2 separate regions of the Hordeum vulgare genome follow, and region 1 is linked to region 2. The links are chromatin contacts, called in public Hi-C maps. All regions are on one chromosome and are shown on one strand. Each heading gives the region's core, a stretch centred on a gene start, on an enhancer-like site or on the middle of the called end of the contact. The rest is flanking DNA. Distances are from core to core; before and after follow the strand shown. Region 1 holds the start of LOC123401407 (translation initiation factor eIF-2B subunit epsilon-like). Region 2 has its middle 16 kb from the start of LOC123403720.

Region 1 (5,951 bases), core at 847-3,346, 550 kb before region 2:
CCACGAAGACGCGGATGTGAATGTGATTCACGTTGAGACCAACATGATCGTCCAAGCTGAAATCTTAATTAATTTGTCATGCATGATGTCATGGAGGCTAGACTAGAGCTCGCCGAGTACGACTTTGGCTCGCCGACTACGTGTCCGCGTGTATCGTGGACTGGGGATGCCTCGACCAAGCACTTCCGGTTTAGCTGGCCAGCTTGGAGAGTATCTCGTGATACCACATTTTAGATGATACCATCATACCACATATATCAAATTCGAAACTTTCCTATTCTCATTTTTTTGAACTTTCCAGAAATCTAAATTATTTTGTGAATATTCACAGATGTATGTCTGTTTTTCAAATCCATATTCTATTCATGCGTGGAGAAACAAAAGAAGACAAAGCCAAATGTGTATATTATCTTTTGTGTTTTTATCTCTTTGCACTACCCATGCTTGATCTTCTTCCCCCACACCCTGTGTGTAGATCACAGTGGGATACCTTTAAATTTTGTAGGGATCACAAACACGCATCATGTGAAAATTCAAACTCTTTTCCTTATTCAGAATTCTAGAAACAATTTTGGCTTTGAATCTCGCGTGTTGGTAATGACCTAAGAGCATCTCTAGCAGACCCCTTAAATCGTGGAACTGAAAACACAATTTTCACTTCGGAAAAAAAATATTTTAAAGATCGGTTTGAGCTACGGTCGAACAAAATTCTTAAACTTAAGCTGTAAAACCAAATATTCACTTAAATTATTCCCTACGTTTTCTTCTTCCTCTCGTCCGTGTCCATGATCAACTTCCGTCGCCGTAGTTGTTGAATTGATCCAGGAGCCAGCTCCTCCATTGCCGGATGGATCCAAGAACTAGCTAGCTCGTCCGTGGCCGGATGGATCCGGGAGCTAGCTAGCTCGTCCGTGGTCGGATGGATCTAGGAGCTCGTCTATGGCCGGATGGATCCAAGAGCGAGCTAGCTAGCTAGCTAGCTCGTCGACCATGGTCGGATTGAGCCAGGAGCTAGCTATCATTGTCGTATAGAGCTCCTTCGTAGTTGTTCGAGTTTTCGACAGCGACAGCTAGGACAAACGGGTGGCGACCGGGACGAATGGGTGGGGCGACTTCCCGGATGAGCTGGGTGGCGACTGTGGACGGGCAGGACGACGACCGGGAGCGAGCCATGAAGGTTCTGATGGCAGTTGGACTCCCACCAATAGTCTTTCACGTATATAGGGCACCATCGGGGTGGCTCCGAAATCCTTATTTTCACAGGTTTGGTGGGGATGTTTACCGTGCCCCTTAAAAAATTTCACATGCCGAAGTTGTTTACGGATTTTATTTGGATCGCTTTTTTTCGTCTAAAACTGCAAACCGACGGTTATTTTACAGCTTTGTGCGTTTTAAGGGATCTGTTAGAGATGCTTTAAAGGATGGTATCACTAGATGCTCTCCACGAACCATACGACATGTGTGATGTGACTGATACCATGCATGTGTTGTATTGCTCGATCCCCACATCACGTCTCATAAAGAAAATAAAAACAAAACATCTTGCGACATGCATTACATGTGTTGTGCTTAGAGTCAATTATATGCATTGGTGCGGGGTGTTTTTTCCCTCTTATTATCTAATTGTATTTTTTGAGATTTGTTTCATGATAGCTAGTTGTATATCTACAATTACACCTCAAGAATTTATATGTAACATTCGTTACTACGAGGAGTCTACCTTGCTCAATGCTCACACATGAATTAATTATCATTGTTTCTTCTTTAGATACACAATTGTGGATGACCCAAAATGGACTTAAGTAACACAGTTTGCTGATAAAAATAAAACAAACATTTCAAAATCATCTAAAAAAATATAACTTTTTTCTTCAGATTTTTCTCTAAAATCGAGCGTTGAATATGCAGAGATGGGCTGAAACGAATGGCCGTGCTTCAATCCTCAGGGGAAAAGGAAGAAGATAGAAGGCATGACCCACCAAGTCCACTACAAACTGGCCATGAAAAAGCCCAAACTCCTAAGCCCAGATACGGCCCACTACGCCTCCCTGCTGCCACACTAGCGGAGCCACGGCGGCGACGACGGCGCGGGCGACCACACCTAAACCTTCCCCAACCCCTCCCCGTCGCCGCCGCCGCCGCAGCCATGTCCCAGAAGAAGTCGCGCGGCGGGGCCGCCGCCGGGGACGACCCCGACGAGCTCTCGCGCTCGCCCCTCCAGGCCGTCCTCCTCGCCGACAGCTTCACGCTCAAGTTCCGCCCCATCACGCTCGAGCGCCCCAAGGTACCGCATCCCCCCAAACCCTACCTCGGGCACCCGCCGCCCCCAATCCGCCACGCGGCACCTGAATTGCGCTGCCCCCGCAGGTGCTGCTGCCGCTGGTGAATGTGCCGATGATCGACTACACGCTGTCCTGGCTGGAGACCTCGGGCGTGGAGGAGGTCTTCGTCTTCTGCGCTGCGCACGCGCAGCAGGTCAAGGAGCACCTGGCGGTGGCAGGCTGGTCTGGGAAGCCCGCCGCCCGGGAGATGGCCGTCACAGCCGTCGAGTCGCACGACGCTATCAGCGCAGGCGACGCTCTCCGCGTCATGTATGGCCGTGGCGTTGTGAGTTTCTCATCTCCACCCTTCCTGTGGATTGGAAAAAGGACTGCAGTATTAATTGCAGTGTCTGTTGCTGTTACTGCTTAACAATTTGTCTTGGCCGGTTGACTAGAACTGATAGTGAACATATGTAAAACTGAAGCCTGTGGTGTCATTCCAGTTCATTCAAGGAAGGAAAGTAGATATAAATTGTATAACTTCATGTCATTTCAGGTCACTCCAGTGGCATCCCATTTGGTACTAGTTGCCTAAGTAGTGTGGACTTGGGAAGTAATTACAACCAGCAAGAGATTGTGATGGAAAAATCATGATATTATTTTGTAGTCAGAGAAAAAACCTAGCATTCATTTTTCTGTCTAATGGCTATTACCCAAAAAGGTTGTTCAAGGTTTTAACTATAACATCATACTAAACACATTAGTTCCGCTCAATTTAGATATTTTTCAAGCGCTTAACTCTGATTGCCGTACCTGCTTAGCAATAGTATCACATGCCTTTTTTTCCCCTAATAGATGTCGCCTGTGTCTCAGTTATCGTAAGGCATATATAGTGCAGTCTTATTTTCCTGTTCTATTCTCAGTTATTGTAACACATACTGACAGTGTGCCTGGCATTTCGTTTACGCTTTCAGTTGTTTCATGCATTCGTCACTTTTATGCAGATAAATGGTGATTTTGTTCTCATCAGTGGTGATACAATCAGCAACATGAGCTTAAAAGATGCTCTTCAGGAACACAAGGACAGAAGGAAAAAAGATCCACTTGCTGTTATGACTATGATTATAAAGCATTCAAAACCTTCAACCCTGACGCACCAGACACGTTTGGGCAATGATGAAATTTTTATGGCGATAGCTCCTGAGACAAAGGAACTACTTTATTATGAGGATAAGACAGATAACTCACACCTGTGCGTGGCAATTGATAAGGATATACTGGCCAATAATCCTACTCTCCAGTTGCATAATAACATGGAGGTCTGCTTTCAAACTTGTTAATTAAACAATGGATATGTTTTTCTCGAAGCTCACTTTTTGCTATATTATTGAGGCCATGATTCTCCAGTACTTCAAATCTTGTTTTATTGATCTTCGTAAATTCACCCTTTTTTTCCGACAGGATTGCTATATTGATGTCTGCTCGCCAGAAGTCCTTAGTCTTTTTACCGATAACTTTGATTATCAACATCTCCGGCGTCATTTTGTAAAGGGTTTACTAGTTGATGATGTAAGTCTGTTCACCACCAGTTGACCTATGTAAGACAAGAAAACATGATACTTATTTTTAGTGCAGTATCATGAGTGCCATCTCTGCTATCATGTATCTTCTGTAACAATCAAACGACATGCCAATCCTTTCAGATTATGGGTTACAAAATCTATACTCATGAAATACGCTCGAGCTATGCCGCAAGAATAGATAGTTTCAGGAGCTATGATGCGGTGAGCAAAGATATTATACAAAGATGGACATACCCTATGGTGCCTGATGTGTTATCCTTTGGTAACTGTCATGAAATGAAACTACACCGCCAAGGAATTTACAAGGCATCAGGTATGCGTAATTGCGTAATGAAAAGAGCTGTAAAGATTTATTTCTGTACCTCGTTTGATATTGTTCCTTGAATCATTCTTTGAAATCTAGATGAATTTATCAAATCAATATGTTTAATTTTGAATGAAGAAATGGTTGCAGATATTAGTTCATACTATTATTAAAATGCTTTGTTTAAGGTACATAGGCTGTTTTAATCTGTGAGTTTTGGGCATGAATTTTTACCTGTCATTTAGGTCTATAGGTATGTAATCTTTGATTCCTGTAAATTATATAGCAGCACTTTATTACATATGAATTGTTCACATTCATCACATCTATTCCAGATGTTACATTGTCACATTCTGCACACATCGGTGCAAATTCTGTTATTGGCAGTGCGACAAGTATTGGAGAGCAGTGCAAGATATCAAATTCTGTAATTGGGGAAGGTTGCAGTATTGGTAAAAACGTTCTCATTCACGGTTCCTATATTTGGGATAATGTCATAATTGAAGATGGGTGCAAAGTTAGTAACTCCTTAGTCTGTGATGATGTTCATCTAAGGGCAGGGGCAATTGTTGAGCCTGGCTGCATATTGTCATTTAAGGTATGTTGCTATATATTACACCTCTGTGCTATTCACTTTTCCTTTAGGAACAGACTATAAACCAGTTGCAATTTTCTATCCAGCAGCATTGTGGATATTGATCACATTCTTATTTGTATAATCTTAGATTAAAGTTGGAAAGAATGTTGTTGTCCCTGCCTATTCGAAAGTGTCACTACTTGAGAAGCCTTCAAATGAAGATAGTGACGAGGAACTTGAGTATGCTGACACCAATTCTGTAGTTACAGATAGTCCACGTAAGTCTGCATACCCTAAAATTTCCATTATTGCTCATACATGCCTTTTCAATTTATTCTTATGATGATTTGAACCTGTATCACTCATGTTTTACTTAGCAAACTGGCTTTCTGTATTGCAGCCTTTTCCAGCATGAAGAGTAATGCCGACCATCCAACCATCATTTCTGAAGATGACGACTTAGGGGCATCTGAGGTATTCCTCTATTCTTAGTTGATGCTGTGATTTTTGCAATGCGTGCTTGCCACTACTGTGGTTGTCAGGATTATGTCCATGCACCCTGGTGATACATTTGCCATGTCTTGATCTTATAATCATTTTTGGTTTCTATCTATGATATTGCTTAGACCGGTACTTCTGGTGTCCTTGGTTACATATGGGCAAGTGGTGATACTGGAATTCAGGACAAGTGGAGACAATCAATTGCTCCGGTTCCTAAAGAAAAACTTGAAGAGTTGCAACATGCTATTTTTTTTGACGATGACGAAGGATCAGAAGAAGACTTGAACAACCGTCCATCTGAAGCAGACCGTGACAATGATTCGGAGATCAGTGTTGTTGAGGATGATGATTATACTAAGTTTGAGAAAGAGGTTAGTAGCATATAATTGGGATTCTCATACTACTTTTGTCTTAACTTTGCTGATTGGTTTACCCTACTTAGGTCGAAGAGACGTTCCAGCGGGCACTTGATGGGGTTCATCAAGATAATTTGATACTAGAAATCAACGCTCTCAGGTATTCAATGTTCAAAAAAGCGGAAAGCATAAGTGAAGCGGAGGCCACAGCTTAGAGCAATGGGCGCTTAAGCATTTTTAAAAATTGACCAGAAATTGACTGTTTTTGAATAATATGCACAGGAAGATAGGAAAGCTAGCACATAGGTAATTGGAATAGCATCTAAAATGTAGTTCAAACCATAGCAAATACAAATCAGGTTCACACAG
Region 2 (6,344 bases), core at 2,013-4,512:
GTCCACATCATGGATGACATAATAGAGCTGGGCCATCATTCCTGCAGAACATGATGCTATTTGAGAGGATGAATGGGGTCATCAAAGGATTCGTTCGTAACATGTCTCGCCCGGATGGAAGCATCGTCCAGGGCTATCTGACACAAGAGTGCATCTCTTTTTGTGAGAATTATCTATATGGCGGAGACCGGCCTAGTGTTGGTTTGCCCGTTAAGAAGCACCTTGGGAGCCTCGAAGGAGAAGGTCTCTCCAACGGTCGCAAGAAACTACATATGGCCTACTCGGATCGGCCCAACGACGTTGACAGAGCAAACTTAGTAGTGCTACATCACCTAGATGTGGTAGATCCTTTCTAGACACTGCACAAGGAAACCATGGCAAAGAAGTATTGTGACCGAGGGCTATGCAGGACGAACGCCGAAGTTACTAGAAAGCACAACTCCACTTTCCTGTATTGGTTCAAAGAGCATATTCTTGCTAATCATCCGGAAGAGGGCTCTGAGGACGGATTGCTCATATACACCTTAGCACATGGCCCCGCTGCCAACCTCGCGACCTATCAGGCATACGATATCAACGGATGCATGTTCTACACGAAGGCCAAAGAAATAAACAGTGATTTTCAGAACTCAGGGATGATGATGGAATGCATGACCGACGACAACACCGCAACTGAGAGATTCTACGTAAGAGTCGAGAAGATCTGGGAGCTTGACTACTCTCGACTGCACAACGCGACGATGTTCCGTGTTAGATGGATTTTAATATTTTTAATGTTTTCAGCAAACAATTACTCAAAATCGGTATTTTTGATATTTTTTTATGAAAACGATGGATTTCCGCAGTGCACTACGTAATTGTGGTGGTTTTTAAAATTTACTCATGGCGTGCATGGCATGGCAGGTGTGAAGATGACGGCAAGCCGATGGCCAAGCCGTACAGGTTCTCCAACCAGAGGCTCAGGGACCTGGGGTTGGAGTTCACTCCACTCAAGGAGAGTTTGTACGAGACGGTGGTATCCCTGCAGCAGCTGGGGCACCTCCGTTTGCCTGCGGTTCCAGAGCGTGCACGCCTCTAAACCAACATATCCACCAGACAGAGGATGGGGACTATGAATTATCCTTATTCATGCATTAATACTGCATTGGTGGAATATCAATAACTTGTGCCCGCTTACGATAATGATCCAAGAATATCTGATAAATTAATAAATTTATATTTGCTCATATATTGGTGCACAATATAATACGAAATCTGCCTTATGAGTTATGGAGTTTAAAAGATGCAACTAGGGCTGCGTCTGGCCAATTTGTGTGGAAATTAAAGGTCTAAACCCAATGTATTTGGTATCCCCGTAAAAGCGGAATACTATATATTTTATGCCATTTGTAATAATATTGAATTATGATCAAATGTGGATTCTTATTCTATTTGCAATCATGTCTTGTTATGCTAGCTCTCTTCTCTAATGCCCCTTTGCGCACAGGGTGTCTCTCATACATTATCTAGGCTCCAATTGTTTCCCGAAGATGATCATGGCTAAACATATAAATATATAATCTGGTACTCCCTCCATCCCAAAATTATTGTCTTAGATTTGTCTAGATATGAATGTATCTAGTCACGTTTTAGTATATTTTAAAACATTCATTTCTAAATAAGCCTAAGACAAGAATTTTGTGACGGAGGGAGTAGTAAATAGATTACATAGGTGTTTTACTAATCACAAATGATACAGCATAATTTTTTCCCATGGCATAAACTCATATGTGGATAATGAACGTTGGTACCCAAATATATGTGGTAAACAAAGTCAAGATATCAATTCATCACATTGAATGGCACAATTGATTTCTGATCTAAGATGAATACCCACGTGAGCTACTGCATCCTTGTGCACTTACATCACTAGTTCACTACAACAACGTCATTCAACTTCTCAAAAAAATCTTCTCAAAACAAAGGGAAATCATGAGATTGTGAAGTACATAAACGGAAGTGAGAGGAGGTCAGAGTCAAAACTATGGAATGAGAACAGGAGATGCGACATGAATTTAGGATCGGGGAAGAGAGAATGCAAAGAACAAACCCGGAAGCATATGTGTGCTTCCGAATCCATCCATAAGAGCATCACCAACACATCCATAAGAGCATCACCAACAGGTGCCCAAAAAAGGCCTCACACGTTGAAAACTGATGTTTTTGTGCGTGAGAGACAAAAAACGGTGTTTCAATAAAGGTTGTAAAATAGAATGCGCATAAAAGCGTCAGCGTCCGCGTTAAAAATGTTGGGCGCGCTAGCTTCCACGCAGTATATTTGGGACGCCAAATTATGCGCGTTGGCCGCTGCAGGTGGGGCCGTCGGATTGAGCGCTATGTTTTGCAGTGTCTGTTGGAGTTAACATTCTCCGGCGCTAAAAATTGCTATTTCAACGTTGAATAATTTTATTAAACGTGCCACGTTAGCATGCATCTATTGGGGATGCTCTACGTCGTTGTACTGCCTAGTGCTGCAGTCTAGCACTTTTTGGAACCAACCTAAACAACAAATCCATAGCACTTCATTTATTCTACGTGTTTCATCAGCTATTAAGAACATGACATATTGGACAAGAAAAAGAGCTAACTAACCAATTTGATCAGGTAAAAGTACACAATATATTTAACTACCCTAGCAGTTTGATCAAGAATAAATTTACCTCTACTATAGGTCCACATTGACAGATTAGGAAGGAAACTACGGGCTATGTTGCCCAGCTTACCACTTACTTAACTAGTTGAGGAGAGACAAGTTTCATAAAAAATTAAGCAACAACATATTTCTTTGCCGATGAATGTACACAGCATAGCCCGCTATGCCGATGGCTCTTCTTTGCCGACGGCTCGGTCCGGCATATATGTTGCCGACGGGTGTATGCTGACAACAACTGCCAGCATATGGGTATCCCGACGGGGTTTGCTTCTATGCCGACGGCTGGGCCGTCGGCATAGAGCTTTATTTCGGTAGTGCACGGACGAGGCAGGTGTCAAGGATCGAATCGATCGGCGGGCGGCGGCGATCCAAAATAGACGACATCCTAACAGCGCCTCGATGCCCTAGCCACGCTAGTCTCTAATCTCTATGCAGCAGTTTGATCAGCTTGTATAGTATCTCAGCCTTGCACTTCCAAAAAAAGTCAGCCTAGCCATAAGCGCCATGGCTCGATTGCAGCCCAATGGAACATATGGCCCATGTTCGGTCGCCAGGCGCTCAAATCACTTCACGTTTGATTTTTGTTAGATCCATGGTTCCTCCCGAAATACCCTATTTGACGTATTTAGGAGGTCCTAGTCGGCGCCTTCGGCGCCTCGAAGCTAACCGGCTCTCATAGAGAACCTTACTGGGTCGGCCCATGAACACATACTGTATCAAATATTGTAGCCCGAAATCCCACCAAAAAATGAGTGTCCGACAGGGAATCGAACTCAGACCGCTAATATCCTACAAGAGACTAGCTACAACTACACCATTCGGCTACTGGTTATATTATGCAGCGAGCACAAATTAAGAACAACTGTAGCCGTTCTATTTAAATTTTAAAAAGTCCACTGCTTTGAGAAAAAAAGTTCACCAATTGACTGGTCCAATCAGTTGACTGTTGAGTGTTCAAGAAATATGTGTATGTTTTATGAAAAATCAGGTATTAAAAAATCATTTACAAAAAGAGTACACGGGTTAAAGAAAAGGTAAACAAATATAACTGTAAAAAATCACAAAAATGGAAAAAGTTCATCGATCTTGGAAAAAAGTTCATTTGATTTGAAGAAGTTCATTGATTTTTGAAAAAAATTATTCAATTCAAAAAAGTTAATGGATTTTGGAAAAAAGTTCAGCGATTTTGGAAACATTTTATCCAATTTAAAAAAAAGACCATTGATTTTGAAAAAATGTGCATCGATTTTGGAAACAGTTGATCCAATTTTTAAAAAAATTCATTGACTTTGGAAAAATGTTCATAGATTTTGAGCAAAGTTCATCGAGTTTGGAAAAAAGTTCATCGATTTGGGAAAAAGTTCATCAAATTTGGGAAAAGTTCAATAATTTTCTGAAAAGTTTTATCTAATTTGGAAACAAGTCACCGAATTTGAAAACAAAATCGTTAAATAAAAAAAAAGGTGCACGAGTTCTATAAAAAACGCGCATTAGAATGAAACAAAAAAGGATGAGAAAAAGAAAGAAAAACGAACTAGAGAACGAATAATAATAAAAGAGGAAAAACCAAATACGGGTTGGTTGGAGCTGAGCGCACGCGGCCGAGCTGGTGCAGGTTCGAACCCCGTGCACGCTCTTTTTTTGAAGTTTCTAAAACAGGAAAAAACAAAAGGATGGGAAACAAATGGGCCAGCCTTGTTCGCAGGACGTGGTGTGTGCCCGATTCAGCGTCCCCGCACATGCGATCGATCAAGAAGGATCGGCTCGTTTAGAAGATATTCTGTGTTTTATTTGTTTTCCAGTCGGGTTTTTTCGATTTAGATAACTTTGTAGAAGGTTCCTAAACCGGATTTTTTTTATGTTTTTGTTATTTGTTTTATTTTTCAAGTTTATTTTTTCAACAAATTTCCTTAAATGTTAAAAATGTTCACGTTATAATTTTTGACCATAAATTATTTCGATTTCTAGGAATTTAAAAATGTTTTCATTTTCAAAATTTTATTCATAAATTTCAGAAATATTCGTGTTCTGAAAATTTGCTTGCACATTCAATACAATGTTCGGAAAATTCAGAAAATGTTCACAATTTAATAATTTTGTTCATGAAAATGAAATTTATTCGTATTTTGAAAAAAAAATATGAAATTCAAAAAACAATATTCGCATTTTTAATCAATGAATTTGTTCTGAATTTTATTTTTCCATGAATGTTCAATAATTTAAAAATGTTTGCATTTTGTAGATTTTGTACATACTTTGGAAAAATGTTCCTAGTTTAAAATTTTGTTCAAAAATTTCGAAATAGTTATAAATTATCGGAAAAATAGCTATTTTAGAAAAATATTGAATTTGCAATTTTTAAAGGTTCTCATTTTCTAAAAATCAGGAAATGTTCCAACTTTAAATTTCAAAAGTTCCGACTTCTTTGCAAATTTAGAATTTTTTTGTAATTTCAAAAAATATTCCCACTTTCAAAAAAAAATTCACCAATTTGAGAACACAATTGGATTTGCAAAAATGTTCTATCCTTATGAACTTGGTCATAACTTCAAAAAATGTTAATGCTTTCAAATTTTGTTCATGTTTTCATATTTGGTAGTGTTTGCAAAGAAGTTTACCCAATATGTCCCCGCACTCCAGCGATTACCGACGCGCTTCGGGAGCCGCCAGGGGGCACTACTTGGAAAGGGCTTGTAGGTGAACCCACGTTAGTGGCAGGCAGTATGTGTCACTTGCTAGTGCTAATTTTGAAAGCAAGTAGTTGTGGGCGCTAAAACACAGCCCCAAGTGCTACACATATAGCTGTGGTGGGTGGCAGCGGCTATCCGCCACAACTATGTTTTTTCCAATTCATGTCCGACTAACAAGCTACTATGGCGGATGCACGAATGTGCCCGCCACAGCTAGCTCCCATACTAATGGCGGTTGGCCTTTCTTGCTCGCCACAGCATATTTTGGGCCCCTCGCGCCAAACGTTTTCAGATATTTTCATGGGTCAGGTGGTGGGTTCTCGCAGCCGCTCGCCACTTCCATATTTGGTCACGTTGTCGCCTCCAGCACTTATACTCAGGTGGCGGTCGTCAATGCGCGCACGACAATGCTAAACAACAGCTTACATACCCCCCCCCCCCCCCCCACCCCGCGCGCACGCGACCCGGATCTAATTCTTAACTCCAACTCTTTATCCGTCCTCTCTCGTCGCCGACATCCTCGCGTCTGTTGGAAATATGCCATAAGGTAATAATAAAGTGGTTATTATTAAATTTCCTTGTTCATGATAATCGTTTATTATCCATGTTATAATTGTATTAATTGAAAACTTAGATACATGTGTGGATATATAGACAACACGGTGTCCCTAGTAAGCTTCTACTAGACTAGCAAGTTGATCAAAGATGGTTAAGGATTCCTAGCCATAGACATGAGTTTGTCATTTGATAAAGGGATCACACCATTAGAAGAATGATGTAATGGACAAGACTCAAACCGTAAGCATAACATTTGATCGTATCATTAAGTTTATTGCTATTGCTTTCCGCATGTCAAAGTTGTTGAAAATATGCCCTAGAGACAATAATAGAATAGTTATTATTATATTTCCTTGTTCAAGATAATCGTTTATTGTCGATGATAGAATTTCCTTGAATGGAAA

What was found. A called contact is a pair of places that touch in the nucleus more often than the background predicts.
Region 1: a contact with region 2 is called in a Hi-C map of seedling, with 4 times the contacts expected there. The contact joins the promoter of LOC123401407 here to the enhancer-like site in region 2. A contact is called at or near these places in 3 of 6 Hi-C or Micro-C datasets (leaf and seedling).

The regions. Positions count from the first base shown.
Region 1 is chr6H:549,619,300-549,625,250 of MorexV3_pseudomolecules_assembly, reverse strand. LOC123401407 (translation initiation factor eIF-2B subunit epsilon-like) reads left to right here and starts at 2,096. Exons shown (of 15, transcript XM_045095194.1): 1 at 2,096-2,284; 2 at 2,368-2,607; 3 at 3,266-3,580; 4 at 3,723-3,830; 5 at 3,965-4,157; 6 at 4,484-4,746; 7 at 4,874-5,003; 8 at 5,126-5,199; 9 at 5,352-5,597; 10 at 5,669-5,742. The coding sequence starts at 2,147. LOC123403410 (cinnamoyl-CoA reductase 1-like) reads right to left here and starts at 26. Exons shown (of 4, transcript XM_045097345.1): 1 at 1-26.
Region 2 is chr6H:549,065,404-549,071,747 of MorexV3_pseudomolecules_assembly, reverse strand. No RefSeq gene overlaps it. Among protein-coding and RNA genes, the nearest start is that of LOC123403720, 16 kb to the right of the region's middle. Within about 2 kb of position 3,262, at least 3 of the 3 cell types and tissues checked have open chromatin away from gene starts, as enhancers often do. A contact at or near this core is called in leaf and seedling, where this site is marked.